Regions from separate parts of the Sus scrofa genome. Here region 2 is linked to region 1. The links are chromatin contacts, called in public HiChIP or PLAC-seq maps. All regions are on one chromosome and are shown on one strand. Each heading gives the region's core, a stretch centred on a gene start, on an enhancer-like site or on the middle of the called end of the contact. The rest is flanking DNA. Distances are from core to core; before and after follow the strand shown.

The links. HiChIP or PLAC-seq counts read pairs in DNA pulled down with a chosen protein or histone mark.
Region 2: a contact with region 1 is called in an H3K27ac HiChIP or PLAC-seq map of alveolar macrophages. The contact joins the promoter of DDOST here to the promoter of MUL1 in region 1. A contact is called at or near these places in 2 of 47 Hi-C or Micro-C datasets (epiblast stem cells and liver) and 1 of 2 datasets of contacts at active chromatin or transcription factors (alveolar macrophages).

The regions. Positions count from the first base shown.
Region 1 is chr6:78,756,819-78,762,887 of Sscrofa11.1, reverse strand. MUL1 (mitochondrial ubiquitin ligase activator of NFKB 1) reads left to right here and starts at 4,067. Exons shown (of 5, transcript XM_003356176.5): 1 at 4,067-4,324. The coding sequence starts at 4,205.
Region 2 is chr6:78,892,593-78,897,907 of Sscrofa11.1, reverse strand. It overlaps DDOST (dolichyl-diphosphooligosaccharide--protein glycosyltransferase non-catalytic subunit), which reads left to right and starts at 2,188. Exons shown (of 12, transcript NM_214188.1): 1 at 2,188-2,224; 2 at 2,227-2,358; 3 at 2,592-2,702. The coding sequence starts at 2,206.

The DNA.
Region 1 (6,069 bases), core at 2,818-5,317:
ATCTACAGTCACCAAAACAGTATGGTCCTGGCACAAAAATGGAAACATAGATTAATGGAACAGAATGGAGAGTCCAGAAATAAACCCAGGTACCTATGGTCAATTAATCTACAACAAAGGAGGCAAGAATATACAGTGGAGAAAAGACAACTTCTTCAGTAAGTGGTGCTGGGAAAACTAGACAGCTACAGGCAAAAGAATGAAATTAGAATACTCTGTAATGCCACACCCAAAAATAAACTCAAAATGAATTAAAGATCTAAATATAAGACTGGATTCTAGAAAACTCTTAGAGGAAAACAGACCAGACACTCTCTGACATAAACTGCAAAATATCTTTTATGGCATATGGAATTTCCCAGGCTAGGGGTCGAATCAGAGCTGTAGCCACCGGCCTACTCCAGAGCCACAGCAACCCAGGATCCGAGCTGCATCTGCAACCTACACCACAGCTCATGGCAACACCGGATCCTTTAACCCACTGAGTGAGACCAGGGATCAAACATGAACCCTCATGGATCCTAGTTGGGTTCATTACTGCTGAGCCACCACGGGAACTCCAGACCTAATTAAACTTAAAAGATTGTGCACAGCAAAGAGAACCACCGACAAAATGAAAAGACAGCCTATAGAAAGGAAGAAATTATTTGCAAATGATATGATCAGCAAGGGGTTAATATCCAATATATACAAACAGCTCATACAATATCAAAATACAATACCAAAAAACCCCAAACAACCGAATCAAAAAATGGGCAGAAGACCTGAATAGGCATTTTTCCAAAGAAGACATACCCATGGCTTATCAGGCAAATGAAAAGATGCTCAACATTGCTAATTATTAGAGAAATGCAAATCAAAACAATGAGATATCATCTCACACCTGTCAGAATGGCTGTCATCAAAAAAATCTACAAATAACGAATGTTGGAGAGGATGTGGAGAAAAGGAAGCCCTTGTATGCTGTTGGTAGGAATGTAAATTGGTGCAGTCAGAGTGGAAAACAGTATGGTGGTTCCTCTAAAAACTAAAAATAAAGCTATCATAGGATCCAGCAATTCCACTCGTGGTATATATTTGGGAAAAACAAAAACACTAATTTGAAACGATATATTTGAAACTTCAACGTTCGTAGCAGCACTTACAATAGCCAAGATACCTAAGAAACCCAAGTTCCCATCAACAGATGATTGGGTTAAGAAGCTGTGGTATATATGTGTGTGTGTATATGAATGTATATAAATACATATATTCATATGTATATATGAATATTCATATATGTGAATATTACTCAGCCATAAAAATGAATTAAATACTACCATTTGCAGCAATGTGGATGGACCTAGAGAATATTATGCTTAGTAAAACAAGTCAGACAAAGAAAAATAGTGTATGCTATCTCTTATATGTGGAATCTAAAAAAACCCACAAATTAATGTATATGTAAAACAGGAAAAGACTCAGATGTAGAAAACAAATTTTTGGTTACTGAAGAGGAGATGGAAGCAGGGAGAGACAAAGTAGGGGTATGTGATTAACAGACCCAAACTATTATACATAAAATAGATAAGCAACAAGGATATACTATATAGCACAGGGTACTATAGCCATTATCTTGTAATGACATATAAGGGAGTATAATCTGCAAAAATATGGGATCACTATGCTGTACACTTGAAATGACATTATAAATCAACTACGCTAAATTTAAACAACAACAAAAAACCTGTCTCTTTTAAGAATGAAGATCTTTAAAAAAAAATTTTTTTTTGGTCTTTTTAGGGGCCCACCTGCAGCCCTAAAAAGAAAGTTCCCAGGCTAGAGGTTGAATTGGAGCTGCAGCTGCCATCCTAATCACAGCCACAGCAATGCTGGATCTGAGCCTTGTCTGTGGCCTATACCACAGCTCAAGGCAATGCTGGATCTTTAACCTACTGGATACTAGTTTGTTCTTAACCCACTGAGCCACAAGGGTAACTCCACATTCTCCTTCTTTTTGAGAGTGAATGAGATCATACTCAGTTTTGCAGTTTGCTTTTTCTCTTTGCTGTGTTCACATTACATGTGTATTAAAGCTTTGTTTAGCCAATTGACTATCGATAAAAGGTTGTTTTCATTCTTTTGTTATTAAAATAATGCAATTTATAATGTATATTTGTCATATTCACATGTGTATTCACATAGGAAGATTTTCTAGAAGTAGCATTGCTCAGTCAATGGGTGTGAGCACTTTTAATCTTGATCAGCATTGCCTAATCGTTCTCCATAAAGGAGTCTGTCCTTTGCCAACAGAATGTGTTATCAAACTTTTTGACAAGTTTCATTAAAAAAATAGATGTCATTTTATGACATAATGCCATTTGCAGCAACATGGATGGAACTAGAGAATCTCATCCTGAGTGAAATGAGCCAGAAAGACAAAGACAAATACCATATGATATCACTTATAACTGGAATCTAATATCCAGCACAAATGAACATCTCAGAAAAGAAAATCATGGACTTGGAGAAGAGACTTGTGGCTGCCTGATGGGAGGGGGAGGGAGTGGGAGGGATCGGGAGCTTGGGCTTTTCAGACACAACTTAGAATAGATTTACAAGGAGATCCTGCTGAATAGCATTGAGAACTTTGTCTAGATACTCATGTTGCAACAGAACAAAGGGTGGGGAAAAATGTAATTGTAATGTATACATGTAAGGATAACCTGATCCCCTTGCTATACAGTGGGAAAAAAAAAATAGATGTCATTTTAAATGTATATGGGTAGCAAATCCATGATCATTCTTTGGTTTGAAAATCATGAAAAGAATATGAGGGTGTTGACAATCTTGAAATTCTAACACTATGTTTATAGAGTGTAATTTTTCTTTTTCTTTTTTGCTTTTTAGGGCTGCATCTGCAGCACATGGAGGTTCCCAGGCTAGGGGTCCAATCAGAGTTGTAGCCGCCAGCCTATGCCATAGCCACAGCAATGCAGCATCCAAGCCTCATCTGGGACCTACACCACAACTCACAGCAATGCCAGATCCTTAACCCTCTGAGCGAGGCCAGGGATGACCTCATGGTTCCTAGTAGGATTCTTTTCCGCTGTGCCACGACGGGAATTCCACAGAGTGTTAATTTTTCTTTGACTTCTAGTATAATCTAGGAATGGGGTAGGAAAATGTCGTAGATAGCCAGCTGCTTTAATAGAGAGATTTTACTTTTGTGGAGCAATTTACAGCGTTTAGACGCATGCAGTTTACCTACATTGATTTTGGCCCATAGGTGCATTACTATATTTTCAATTTAAAGTGTAACTTGTAGGAGACAGCTGAATGAACTTTGGGGGTTGATAGTTTTGGATAAAATTTTGGGTATCTTTAGAAAGGAGATCACTATAGAGGTCAGAAAACAGTTTGAAATCTGCTCTATAGCTGTGTTTTGAGTATTAAATAGTATGATGTTTGTAAAATTTTTTGTCACAGTAACACAAGATAGGTACTCAATAGCTGTCGCAGTAATTATTAGTTTATAAAAATGTTTTTATATGTGATGATGGCAGATTAAGGACCTGCTTTGGAGATATAACCTGACCTTTAGGAGGTAACAGCCCTGCGGCTGGTAAATTCCTCTCTAGCATTCATTAGCGGTGTGATTTTGGGCACACCCCCTAACCTCTCTGGCCTTAGTCTTCTCATCTGTAAAGTGGAAGAATAAAAGCGAAGACTCAAGTTTTGCCCTGAGGCTTAAATGTGTAAAACTCCTAAGAGCTTACTAGATGTCAATCACCAATTCTCTTTCTTCTCAATCCAATAGCGGTGACAGAGAACCATCCATCAAACAACACAATTACCCCAGAAAATGAGAAAGCCTGAGATGGGGGCAATGCGTGCGATGCAATTATGGCCATGTGCCGCGCCCCACTCAGCTTTCCAAAACCGTCCCCCACTCGCTTGGGCGGAAACCCAACCCCAGCACGGGCAGCTGAAGCCCACAGATGACCCTGGTAACACCGCCTTCAGGACTGCTCTGCCCCGCCCACTTCCGGTTCCGACGGCGCGTCATCGCCAGGCGACCCAATGCTGGTTTCCGGGAAGGACCGCGGAGGGGGTGCGGTTCCGGGTGGAGGCGGGTGGTGGCGGCAGGCGGCAGGCGGCGGGTGACGGTCGCGGAGCCAGCCCTCCGCGGCGTCCCCGTCTGCACCCAGGGCTCGGCTCAGCCATGGAGAGCGGGGGGCGGCCCTCTCTAGGCCAGTTCATCCTCCTAGGCACCAGCTCTGTCGTCACCGCCGTCCTGTACTCCGTGTACCGGCAGAAGGCCCAGGTCGCCCAAGAGCTCAAGGTCAGTGCTGGAGCCCTCCTGGCCTCAGCCGGTCCTCTTGCCCAGGGTAATGGTGAGCCCCTAATTCGCCATGGGCCACACCACCCTCGGAAACGATCCAAGAGAGGAAACAGGCTCTGAGAGGTTATCTACCCGGCCAGTAGACGGAGGAGCTGGGATCAGAATTCGGGTCTGGTGATAACTGCTTCGCTGCCCGTCTCAAATTCTTCTCCTTACTCAGATTGAATCCTGACAGCGTTACTTTATTCGACAAGTCTTTATTGAACACCTGCCATGCTCCAGGCACTGAGATTAGCGAGTGGATTAGAGCAGAGAGAAGTCCCTGCCTTCTTGGAGATTACATTCTAGTCCATCCAGATAGACAGTAAACAAGTCAGTCAGGTGGTGTATCACATGGGGATAAATTATGCGGGAAAGAGAGAAAGTGGAATGCTGGAGAAAGGGAGGTTTGCTATTTTAAAGAGGGTGACCTTTGAGCAGGGCCCAGGAGAATCTGAGAGGGGTGGTGCAGATGTCCGGGGAAGAGCGGTTCACAGAGGAAACAGCATGGGCAGAAGCCCTAGGCTTTACCCATTTATATAACCATTCAGCTCCTTGTTTCTACAGACTCTTCCTTTTTATATTATAGCCATTTAAAAAATACCATTTACTTTCCCCGAGCTGCACTTTACAACTTGCACGACAAGTCCATCTTGTTTTAGTCTTTCTTCACAGTGATATCTTGAAGTAGATAAAATGACATCCTCGGATTGCAAATCAAGAAGCTGAAGCGCTGAGGAAAGGCCTATACAGCTAGTTAGCTTGGAACTTAAACTTAGGTCTTTGGATTCTGAGTGTAGGTTTTTTTTTTTTTGTCTGGTTGACCCCTTTGCTCTATTGTGAAAGAGCAGCTCATGAGAGATGAACCTCATTAGGTCAGAGGCAGGATCTTATTTATCCTTCTTTCTTTCTAGGTTCTAAGCCAATGCTTGGCAAATTGTAGATGCTTGATAAATATGTGTGGATTTATTTTGACTGAGATTTCATAATACAACAGGGCTTGATTTGACATTGATTTGAAAGACAGGTTCCTAAACATGGCTAGTTTTATCATCATCAGATTGTTTTCATATACAACCTTAGAAACAAGCTAAGAAACAAGTGTGTGAAATCCTTGTTGCAAAGAGTTTTGGAATCTGCCTGGAATGAACCTAGTTACCAAGGAACTGAATTAGTGGTGTGAATGACAGCCTGGTGAGCTGCCCTCTTGTTTGCTTAATAAGTTAATCTTGAAGTGATTGGCTCTGAGTGTAACTGATACTTCACTTTGAGATTCTGAATCAGAAATCAACTTGGCGAGTTTGCTTGTGGTGCAGCGGGTTAAAGATCTGGCCTTGTTACTGCAGCAGCCTGGGTCACTGCTGTGGTGCAGGTTTGATTCTTGGCCTGGGAACGTCCACATGCCACAGGTGCAGCAAAAAAAAAAAAAAAAAAAAGAAAAGAAAAAAGGCAAGTTGGCATCAGGTTGGCTGGAGGTGGCTGCCAGATTTCGGCTTCTGTGTGCTGGTGTTGAATTGAAACTCAGAAACAATAAAGGAGAAAAATACAACTTTATTGCTTTGCCAGGCAAAGGAGGGTCAAAGGCTAATGCTGTAAAGTCTGTGCCCATTAGAATTGCAAGGAGTTTTATAGTAAAAAGGAGAAAAACAGGTTTTCAGATAGGAATCAGAATTGGGACAAACGTGCATTTTTTCTCTGGAGGAATC
Region 2 (5,315 bases), core at 939-3,438, 140 kb before region 1:
TGAGCTGCCCCAATAAACTGCCTTTTACCCGTGGACTCCCCTTCTCTGATCCTGACAGCATCCCTGGGGCCCCTCGCAGCCACTGCCTGCCCTTCATGGAGAAGCTCTCTGGAGCAGGGGTTCTTAATTACCTGCAGGCCCCAGGGTCTCTGCAACTCCCTGTAATTGTGAGTACAGGTGTATTTTTTTCTGGGGAGAGCATCTGAGCTGTTGTTAGATTCTTAAAGGATCTGTGACCCAGGAAAGCAGAGACCCTGTTTTGGAGAATAGAAGCCATACTTTGCTGACCCCCAGAGACTCAGGTCTTGATAGCCCCCAGGGACTGTGCTGGAACTGTGTGTCCTAACATGGCCAGAAATGAATCCAAGCCACATACCTAGCTCCTTGCCCCTTGTACCCAAGGCCTGCCCTGTGGGAGGGGCCCACAGTCTGAGGGGAAAGGCCTGGCCTTTGGAGCTGTACTAAGGCTCATTTCACCCTGAGCCTTGTCTGTGAAATGGGGATAATACTGACCTCATAGGGTTACTGTGACAGTTAAATGAGATAGTGTATAATGTTCCCGGTACGTAGCAGGTGCTCTGTGTTAGTCGTCCTCTGTCCTTCCCGCAGAATTTTGTATTAATTACTGTGGTACCTGCCACAAGCCACATGCTGGGCCAAGGAGCTCAGGCCCTGGAGAAACTGGGATGGAGGGTGCTAGGTAACTTCGGAGATCAGTCTAAGGGGAGGCAGGCCAGTGCATACTTTGGAGTGAGAGGTCCCAAGATCAGTTCTTTATGGGGAACAGTGTGCCCTTGTGAAGGGAGCAGCATGGGACTACCGTAAAATCTAAGATGATCCCGGGCTTAAGGCGGGAATGTGGGGAGAGGGTTCCTGGGAGAAGAGGCTGCATGAACAAAGGGCAGGAGGTGGGGAAGCTCAGGGTATATGAAAGGAGGAGACCTGTTCCATGGAAGTCCCTGAGCAGGGACAGAGAGGGTAAGGCTGCCAAGATGAGTTTAGGTGGAAACTGTTCAGCCAGCTCTGAGCTAGAGGTAGATTGATGTGGCATCGTGTGCAGAAAGGCAGGAGGGCTGGGCTGCAGGGCAGGAGTTAGGGGCAGCCAGTGGGGATAGAGGTAGAATCCATTAAGGAGATGCACAGAGGGAGGTTTTGATGTTCTTGGCTTGGTGGACCAGTGTAAAAGGTCAGAAAAGGATGGCTGCCTTCTTTCTCCACAGTTACCTTCGTCATCTGCCCCAGGATCGTGGTTGGAACACTGAGAATAGTTGAAGTCTTGGAGATACTTGTGGTAGCTTTTATTTAGACCCATGGTGGTACTGAGGCAGTGAGCTGGAGGCCCCTGTGTCAGTTTAGAAGGAATGGGAGCCAGCAGTGCTGAGTAGAGGCTCAGCCTGACTCTGCATTAAGCGCTTCAAAACTCGCCCTAGTCCTCCCAAGAGCCTAGGCTGTCCCAGAGGTGGGCCTCGCCATTTCTATTGCCGGCCTAGGACCGTGGCCTGGAGACAAAGTGAAATGTCCAGATAACAGGCCTAGTGAGACATGGGGCTTGGAGATGAACTGAGCTAGAGCAATCTGCCAGACTGCCTCCAGCGTACGCCACCGGGCTGGGTAGGACAGGCTAGTGCCAAGGCCCGGTGAGCAGCGGGACAAAGTTCCCCCATCCCCCAGTGGCTGAACTTTTTCCAGCCACTACCTTCCTGGAGATAGTGGAGGTGGGGCATGGCTCCTAGTCCTGGGCCAGTGAAGACCGAGGAGGTGGCCCGCGGTGGGCCAGCCACCGCTCCAGAACGCTTGGGCCCAGACCTGGGCCAATAGGATGAAGAGGCGGGATCCGGCCCAAACTCGGCGGGAAGCGGGCTCTGGGCTCCCGAAGGAGGCCAGGGTGGGCGGAGCCAAAGGGCTCTCGACTCTGTTGATTGGCCACGGCAGCAGAGCTGTCTCTCTAGGATTGAGCCTTTTCTTTTCGGGGGGGCGGACCCGCGCGCCCCTTCCGCCAATAGCACTCGGAGAACCCACCTCCTACTGGGCACTTCCGGCCTTGCACCCCTCCACTCGCTGTCCGAGCAGCAGCTCCATAGGCCCAGCCCCGGCGTACAAGGATCACTTCCGGTGGTACTTCACTACCAAGAGCTGCGATTGGGCGACCGTGGAAGGGGCATTTCCGGTGTCCAGGTGCTTGGGTTCTTTGGCAGAAGTAGGAAGATGGAGCTCGGCGCCGCGGCCGTGCTTGGTCGCTCTTGTGGCTGCTGCTTCCCTTGCTTGGCCTGGTCGGCGCCAGCGGTCCCCGTACCTTAGTGCTTCTGGACAACCTCAACCTGCGGGAGACGCATTCACTTTTCTTCCGGAGCCTAAAGGGTGAGATTGGGGCCCGAGGCGGTGGCAGGTGGAAAGTCTGGGGATGGAAAGGTACCCAAGCCCGAGGACGCTGGCCACCCTCCTTCCCCCTGGTTTTCCACGAGCTGGCCGCCCGAGTCTGACCTGCCGCTAGTGGGGCGGGAGGGAGGGTGTGGGGGAGCACGCTCATGTTTTTTGCGGCAGTGGTTTACCTTTGCGACCCGTCTGCCTCAGCTCTCTGTTTTCTTTTGCAGATCGGGGCTTCGTACTCACATTCAAGACCGCAGATGACCCCAGCCTGTCCCTCATTAAGTACGGAGAGTTCCTCTATGACAATCTCATCGTCTTTTCACCTTCGGTAGAAGGTAAGGGCTGCGAGTCGTTCTCAGAACTGGGGTTCGAGGCCCAGGACTGGACCTTGGGCATCTTCTGGGATGGGATGGGTAACCAGACCTGGGCGCTGCTGCTACCAGAGAGGAGAAAGTGTTAACTTCTAACCTGGGCTTAGGAGAGGACATCTCTTTCTCGAAAGATACAGCTGAGGATTGTGGAATCACGTGTTGTTGCAGATCGTAGAACTCCCTGCTCTGCTACTCTGAGAAGGGAGTTTTCGCTGTTAAAGGACTCTGCCTGTGTGGAAAGAGGAAAGGGCATGTTCTAAATGGGATTTGCTGTAAAGAGATAAGTTGGTGGTAACTTGATTCTAAGAATTCAGATGGGATCTTAGGCTGAAAAGAACCTTTAGTGATTATCTAGTGCAACCTCCTATTTGAGGCTGTGGGGTTTTGTCCAGGGCTGGGCTAGTTGTTGAGTGGAATGAACATCTTCACCAGATTTTTCCATTGACATTGCTGTGAGAGAGCTCACTCTCTTATGAGGCAGCCTGCTCCACCACTGGATACTCTGTTAAGAAGTTCTTATATTAAGCTGAAGTTTTTCTCCCACTTCCCGCTGTTTTTGTTTTTGTTTTTGTTTTTGGCTGCTCCTGTGGTATGTGGAAGTGCCCAGGCCAGGGATCGCAGATTGAACCTGCACCATAGTGCAGTGGAAGTATGGGATCCTTAACATGCTGCACCACAAGAGAACCCCCCTATCCCGCCTCGCTGTGTTTATTTGGGTGGGTGAGAGGGGAGGGAAAGGGTTTCTTATACTCCCCAGGGCCTTAGAGAATAGGTCTAATGCTTATTTTGTTTATAACCATAGCCTTTGCCTAATCATGGCTTATTCTCTTGTTTCTTCTTCAGACTAAATATCCCCAGTTCCTTGGTCTGTTCCTCTTTTGCTGTGCTTTTTTTTTTTTTTTTTTCCTTGTCTTGTCTTTTTGCCTATTTTCTAGGGCCACTCCCGTGGCATATGGAGGTTCCCAGGCTAGGGGTCTAATCGGAACTGTAGCCACCGGCCTACACCAGAGCCACAGCAACGCAGGATCCGAGCCACGTCTGAAACCTACACCACAGCTCACAACAATGCCAGATCCTTAACCCACTGAGCAAGGCCAGGGATGGAACCCGCAACCTCATGGTTCCTAGTTGGATTCGTTAACCACTGAGCCACGATGGGAACTCCTTGTGCTGTTTTGGTGAGCATTCTAGTTGTTCTCTTTAGTGGGTTTTTTTTTTTTTTTTTTTGTCTTTTTTGTCTTTTTTTTGTCTCTTTAGCACTGCATCTGTGGCATATGGAGGTTCCCAGGCTAGGGGTCCAACCGGAGCTGTAGCCGCTGGCCTATGCCACAGCAACGCACGATTTGTGCCAAGTCTGCAGCCTACATCAGAGCTCACGGCAACTTCGGATCTTTAACCCACTGAGCGAGGCCAGGGATCGAACCCTTGTCCTCTTGGATGCTAGTCGGGTTTGCTAACCGCTGAGCCACAACAGGAACTCCCTCTTCTGTAGTGGTTTTGATTTTATTTTTTTCTCAGAGTACACACATTGTCCATGCGTGGGGTAAGGACTGTTATCGCTTCCTTCAATTGCTGAAGCTTAGGAAGTCTTTCTCTTTATTGTGTATCTATTTTATTCTCTGTAATTTGTGGGACATTGGGCCCCGCCAAATCCCTGATGTATTTTTCCCTTAGTTCCCATCAGGGAACCCCAAGTCCCCTGTCTTTGGAACGGACTTTTTGGAGGCCAGTGCCATTGGGTGGATGTGACCTTATATTGTATCGGTTAAAATCTTCAAGTCACTAGGCAGGCAAATGGAGCCTTTAGCAGGTTGATTGGCATTTTCCAGGTTGCTGCCGTGTTGGCATTCTGAAATCAGTACTGAACAGACTGAGAGCCTGCGCTCCAGGAATCTTTCAGTCTGACTTTGAGGAAATAAAAATAAAGACTTGAAATGAGTTCCCAAACCATGTGTCGGGATGTCCAGGATGGAGTAGAGGGACTGACTGTCCAAGCTGTGCTCTGGAGGCAGCCCAGGACTGTCACTAGCGGCGGAGGCCGAGGTGGACTGTTGTTGGTGGGAGAAATGGTAGAGCCTGAAACAATTCACACGTTTTCTCATTTTTGTACCTCCTTCATGATTTTTACCTTATTCTGTATCTTTTGTGCTAATATTTTTCTTCAAATTGACCCACTTAAAAGAAAATGACAATAAGTTTAAAAGGAAACCAGTAATGGACCCATTATCACCACCGAAAATGGAATGCCAGCACCATCGCTTGCTTTCAGTAGCAGATAACGGTAAATAGAATGAATGCAGTGCTGCCTGCAGAAGGCTTCGGGCCTGAGATGTCTTTTTTTGTTTGCTTTTTAGGGCCACACCCTCGGCATATAGAAATTCCCAGGCTAGGGGTCGAATTGGCTTGGAGCTGCAGCTGCTGGCCTATGCCACAGCCACAGCCATGAGGATCCAAGGATCCAAGCCGCATCTGCGACCTACACCACAGCTCACAGCAATGCTAGATCCCCAACCCACTGAGCAAGCCCAGGGATTGAACCTGCATCCTCATGATCCTAGTTAGGGTCATTAATTGCCG